Linked DNA regions of Sus scrofa: region 2 is linked to region 1. The links are chromatin contacts, called in public Hi-C maps. All regions are on one chromosome and are shown on one strand. The core of a region is the stretch at or near the end of the contact, and the rest is flanking DNA. Distances in the headings are between cores, read along the strand shown.

Region 1 (3,024 bases), core at 355-2,854:
AGTAGCAAAAGGATCAAAATTTCATTTAAACAAATTTACTAATTTCACCATTCCCCCAGTTAACACCTCCTCCATTAAAGCTTTCTTTCAAAGGGTTAAAAAAAAAAGTTCCATACAGGTTCCTAGGTAGGGGAAACTTACAATTTCTACTGATAAAGCTAGAACTACCAAGCTTCACATCTGTAAGCCTGACAAATCATACAGAGAGCATCTTTAAAAAAAAAAAAAAATCAGTTCTCTAACTGTCCTTCATGGATCGGAATTAGTTATAGGAACAATTTCAAACGTTTTATTGGCAATGATCTAAATAAAACAAAAAACGCACACATTCACCAAGAGGCATAAAAGCAGCACCAGTCCTAACGACGACTTTGGGGTATAGTGAAGCCAGAACTCTTCCTTCTACTCGACAAGACTCGAAATATGTACCAGTTGCATTCGGAGTTTGCTGAAAACTGGCAGTAATTCTTGGAGCTTCCTTGTTAGAAGGCTCCTCTACTTGAGCAAGGCTGAGACACACAATTTTGCTCGGATTACACTGAGATTCTTGTTTCCAGAGGAGAAAAAAAAAAAAACTGCATAAGACAAGTCTTGTCTTCCTCTAGGGCCTGTAACCACCACAGGCTGTAATGAAAAGAAATGCCTTGAGTCACAGGACAGCTCGGCCCAGGAGCCAGTTCTGCTACATGCCATACCCAACGCAGGAGCGAACGCAGAGCCAGCTTTTTCTTTTCTTTTTTTTCTTTTTGACTACACCACGTTCAGAGAAAAGAACAGTCTTAATCGCACCCAGCTCCTCGCAGCTAGAAATCTGCAAAGTTTCTCCACCTTAATAGCAAACAGCATCACTTAAGAAAATCAGAAAAGTGGCAAAGTACAGGCGGAAGGCACCCCCCAGCAGATCCGCCTAGGGTCCCCAAAGCAGCCCGTGTACACAGTCCTCCAACACGACCGACCTGGGACCGCAGGGACCCACCGAGGTTCTCCCTGCGGCTCGAGAGCTTCATGGAAACACCAAGAAAGGCAACTCCCTAAACCCACCCAATCTACGGGCCACGGAGGGAGGGTGGCGGCGAGGCGCTGGGCGGGTTCGGCCGGGCGGTCAGCCGGCCTGCGAGAAAGCGGGAGGGTGGAGTTCAGTTTTCCCTCCAGCCGCCGCTCGCCGATTCCCTCCCTCCCCCACCCAAAAAAAGCCGGAACCAGGCGCGCGCGCCGCCGGGTCCCGAGAGGGGGCGGCCCGCGACCCCCGCCCCGGAGAGGCCCGGCCAGGCCCCGCGCGAGCCCGCGGCGCCCGCCCGCCCCCGGCCCCCCGGCCCCCCGGCCCCCGGCCCCCGGCCCCGGCCAGGCCCGCGCACTCACCCGTCTCCCACCACCACACACTTGATGGCCTGCATCTGGGCCGCTCGCTGGGCCGCGGCGGCGGCGGCGGCCGGGCACTGAGGCGAGGAGCTCGGAGCTCGGGGCGCGGCGGGCGGGCGGGCGCGCGGCTGCGGGCGGCAGGGCGCGGGGTGCCGGGGCCGCGGTCCACGCCGCCTCGCCCTCCGCCGACGGGAAGCGGGAGCCCAGCAGCAGCCACCACCCAAAGCTGGGGAAAACTGCAGAGAAACAGGAAATGGCCGCTCCACTCACATCCGGCCTCCCCTCCCCCGCCCGGCGCCGCCGCTCCCAGACTCCGGGGCGGGGCCGATCCCACCCGCGCGGCTCCCGAGGTTCCTGTCGGCTTCGGGAACGCTCGGGAGCGCTCGGCTCCGAACGCGGGGCGCGCCGGCCGCCATCTTGGTGCGCCTGGAACGCGGTCCGGGCCCCGCCCTCCCCGCCTGGGTTCCGCCGCGGGAGGGGTTCCGCCGCGGGAGGGGTCTCGGCTTCCCCCACATCGACTCGCGCCCGAGACCGTCCGAGGGCATGAGGGGCATGGGAGCCCCCCTTTTTAGTGACACTTCCAACTTAGGGGATGTTGGCAAGGTCCTTCTAGAAAATTCGGAATTGAAAACTGTAACGAAGAGCGTCGCCGGCACCGTATTCGGAGATAACCAATGTTCATTCAGCCAAAAATGTGTTGAACTTTGTTCCTCTTAGGCATATTCTGATTATTTGTAATTCACTGTTTGTAATGTGTTGACTGTTTGCTAGGTTTTAATGCTTTGCACCAAAGTTCTGGACATAATGCTCTGTTAGCGGACCATTAAAGTGCAAATATTTTGGCGTATTTCAATCTAGTTGCATCTTTTTGTTTTGTTTTGTTTTTTGTCATTTTGCTATTTCTTGGGCCACTCCCGCGGCATATGGAGGTTCTCAGGCTAGGGGTCGAATCGGAGCTGTAGCCGCCGGCCTACGCCAGAGCCACAGCAACGCGGGATCCGAGCCGAGTCTGCAACCTACACCACAGCTCAGGGCAACGCCGGATCGTTAACCCACTGAGCAAGGGCAGGGACCGAACCCGCAACCTCATGGTTCCTAGTCGGATTCGTTAACCACTGCGCCACGACGGGAACTCCTAGTTGCATCTTTATATACGTAATGAACATGACTTAGGCGAAATTGGGAAATGCTACTGAGTCCCTGTTAAAACATTTGTCATCACGGCTTCCTCTTGGTTCCATTAGGCACATATACCTTACTTTATATATAACCAGTGTCTCTATTTTCAGACACAAGGCTGGGATGAACGCGTTTGTCCAAGTATCTTTTTTTTTTTTTTTTTTTGTCTTTTGTCTTTTTTAGGGCCGCTTCCGGGAAATATGGAGGTTCCCAGGCTAGGGGTCTAATCGAAGCTACAGCTGCCGGCCTACACCACAGCCACACGACACCAGATCTGAGCCGCGTTTGCGACCTACACCACAGCTCATGGCAACGTCAGGTCCTTAACCCACTGAGCGAGGCCAGAGATCAAACCCACAACCTCGTGGTTCCTAGTCGGATTCGTTTCCACTGTGCCACAACGGGAACTCCTCCTTTTTAAGCATTTTTAACTTGCAATTATTCCAAAATAAAAATGTGTTTCCAGGAGTTTCTGCGGTGGCACAG
Region 2 (3,024 bases), core at 170-2,669, 240 kb after region 1:
ACGTAAACAAATCAATTACCTTTAAACTTTTACCAACCAAGCTCTGTAGAGTTAATTCAATGATACAGAAAAGAAAGTGAAACTGACCCTAAATAAAAACAAACAAGTGAAAACGATTATTCATATCACCTAAGCACTTTGAATGAATAATCAAGTCGAAAGAGTAGAATTACGTTTAAAACGTACAACTAAAATTTGAGACGCCACTAAAACGGCTAAGAACCCAAAATACTGCTGCTACCTCGGAAAAGAGGCGTTAACTAGTTTTTCAAGCAGTTTTACTGTTATTTGAGCGTATTTACTTTAAATAACCAACGTGTGCGCCTACAAACAAGTAAGCCCTAAGGCTTCCCTGAATATAAAAGAGCTATTCAACAAAAGTAATCTCAATTGCATTCATTATAGCGAGGTTAAAGTCCTAGACTGTAAAACTTCTGTCCCGTCAAACCTTCACCTCTCACATCTGAAACTCATCTCCCTCTCCCCCCAACCCCCGCCAGGTAAGTTGGCTCCCCCTGCCCCGAAAATAAAGAACAGGACCAGGGCAGCGCAGCTCTGGGGGACGCGCCGCCGGGCCACCCGGCCCGCCCCTTCGCTCCCCCCGAGGGTGCCCGCTCCGCCCGGCGGCCGGCGTGGGGAACTCGGACACTCCGCGGAGGAGCCGGGGGGACGGCCCCGCGCGGGGGCACCGGCACCGCGGGCGGGCCGGCGGGCATCCGGGTGGGAAACTTTGTCTCTCTGGGGGGTCGGGGAGGCGAGCCCCCGGCTCCGAGCGGCGCCCCGGGGCGGGAGGTGGCAGCCACGCGGGGGGCGGCGGGCGGCCCGGGGACGCCGGGCTCCGCGGTCGGCGGCCGGCACACGCCCACCCCTGGCCGCCCCGTGCCGGCCTGGCCGCCCCGGAGCCGCCCGCCGGGCCCGACCCACGGGCCGAGGGGGCGGGCTGGGCCCGGCGGGGGCGGGAGGGCAGTGTCCATGGCAACCAGGGGGGTCCGGCCTCCCCGCGCAGCCCCGCTCGCCGGGCGCCCCGCCGCCGCCGCGGCCGCCGCCCCCTCCCCAGCGGCCTGGCCCGGCCGGCGGGGGCGGCGCTGCCACCGGCGCGGCGGGGTCCCGGGCGGCCCGCCGCTGCGGAGGGGGCGGCGGGCGAGGGGCCGCGCCAGCCCCCGGCGGGCCGCGCCGGCTGAGAGGCGGCCGGGCCAGCTGCGGCCGAAGCGAGCGGGGCGCCGCGCGGGCCCCACGCCGGCCAGCGGCGGGCGGGAAGGAGGCGGGAGCTTACCTGACCCGGCTCGGCGCTCGCTCCATCCCCCTCGGCCGCCGCCGCCGCCGCCACCGCCGCCGCACACAGCCCAGCCGCCCGGCGGGGGACAATGACGTGCCTCCATCCGGGCACCGCCGCCGCCGCCTCCGGGTCAGCGCCGCGCCCGCAGATCCCCGCCGGGCCGCCAGGGGGCGCGCCAAGGCCGCGCCCGCACGCGCCGCCGCCCAGGGGCCGTCGCACAAGAGGCGCGGCGCGCAGCTAACGGGCCGGGCGGGCGCGGGAGGGGCCGTCGCCAAAGCGCCGCGGGCGCAGGCTGGCGCGCGCGTCACTGGAGCGCCGGCCGGCCGCGGAAGGAGCGCGCTGATTGGCGGAGCCGAGCCGCGCGGCGCGGGCCGGTGAGGTCCTTCCCGAGCGGCGGGAGGCAGCAGACGGCGCGGCGCTCCGCTGCCGCGGGGCCGGAGGAGACGCGGGAGGGCCGAGACGACGCCGCTGCTTCCGCGCTCGGCCGGGCCCGCGCGGGTGAACTGCCCACGTGGGACACCTGGGTGCTCCCAACGGACGCGGCTCCGGGAGACGTCCCTCGGCCTAGCGACCCGGCATTTGAGAACGCCGGACCCAGCGCTGCGCTAGCGCGCCCTCGGACTTCACTCACTGCGCCATTGGAAGCGAGTTTTAAACCCGGCTCCAGAAAAAGCACGGTTTCATCTCACATCGCAGCGTTGCGCGTTCTTTGGGAGCAGCTTGACCAGCGCTTGCTCCCAAGAGCCAGGTGCACACTTGCAGCCGCTTCCTGGCGGTCTCCACCGCGAGGTCGAACAGAGAAGGAGTTGATTGATCGTGGCCATCTCCCCTGCCCAGGCTCCTGCTCCTCCCTGTTCGGTTCCCTGCTTGGATTCAGGACGCGCCACTCCCCTGCACTGACCTGGGTCCTCGCTCCCTCCTCAACCGATCTGACTCCTTAGACCAGGTCACAGCCAGCCTACCCAGGGGCTATAACCCCCACCCTCCTCAAAGCAACCTGCCCTCTCGCCACTCGCATCCTTCCCACAGGCTCCTTTCTGGTGCTCCCCTGCAGTCACTTCACTCCCTCTAAACCTTCACACTGTGGCCAGGACGATATTTCAAAGACACAAGTCAGATGTTGTTCCCCTCCTAAGAGCCTTTAGCCACTTTCTTGGCCCACAGAAAAGTCTCAGCAACTTCGCCTGGCACTGAGGGCCCCCAGTCCTCTTTGCTCTTTTGTGTCCCAGCCATAATACCTTCAAACAACCCACTCTTACATCTGCTTATGGAAATCCCACTCCTGCCTCTTCTTCCACGAAGCCCTCATTAGAATCTTATTACTCGCCTTAAAGGTTGCATGTCTTTTAAAATAGCACTGGGGTTCCCGGGACTCAGTGGAAAGGAATCTGACTAGGATCCACCAGGATGCAGGTGCCATCCCTGCCCTCGCTCAGTGAGTTAAGGATCCTGCATTGCTGTAACCTGTGGTGTAGGTCGCACATGCAGCTCAGATGTGACATTGCTGTGGCTGTGGCACAGGCTGACAGCTACAGCTCCAATTCCACCACCAGCCTGGGAACCTCCATATGCCATGGGTAAGGCCCTAAAAAAAGACAAAAAAGAAAAAGAAATTACTGAAGTGATTGATAAGATATCAGTTGTATGTTTGGAACAGAACACTGAAGTGGTTTGAGAAAACAAAAAGGGGAAAGGTGAATTCCACACCTCCAAAGTTCAGTACCCACTTTGGGAATTAACACTGCAAT

The links. Hi-C and Micro-C count contacts between places; a contact is called where the count stands out from the background.
Region 2: a Hi-C map of embryonic fibroblasts shows a contact between it and region 1, with 4 times the contacts expected there. A contact is called at or near these places in 1 of 5 promoter capture datasets (liver) and 1 of 47 Hi-C or Micro-C datasets (embryonic fibroblasts).

What each region holds. Positions count from the first base shown.
Region 1 is chr3:4,801,906-4,804,929 of Sscrofa11.1, forward strand. It overlaps RAC1 (ras-related C3 botulinum toxin substrate 3 (rho family, small GTP binding protein Rac3)), which reads right to left and starts at 1,605. Exons shown (of 6, transcript NM_001243585.1): 1 at 1,360-1,605. The coding sequence starts at 1,394.
Region 2 is chr3:5,046,908-5,049,931 of Sscrofa11.1, forward strand. USP42 (a long non-coding RNA gene) reads right to left here and starts at 1,420. Exons shown (of 18, transcript XR_002342221.1): 1 at 1,274-1,420.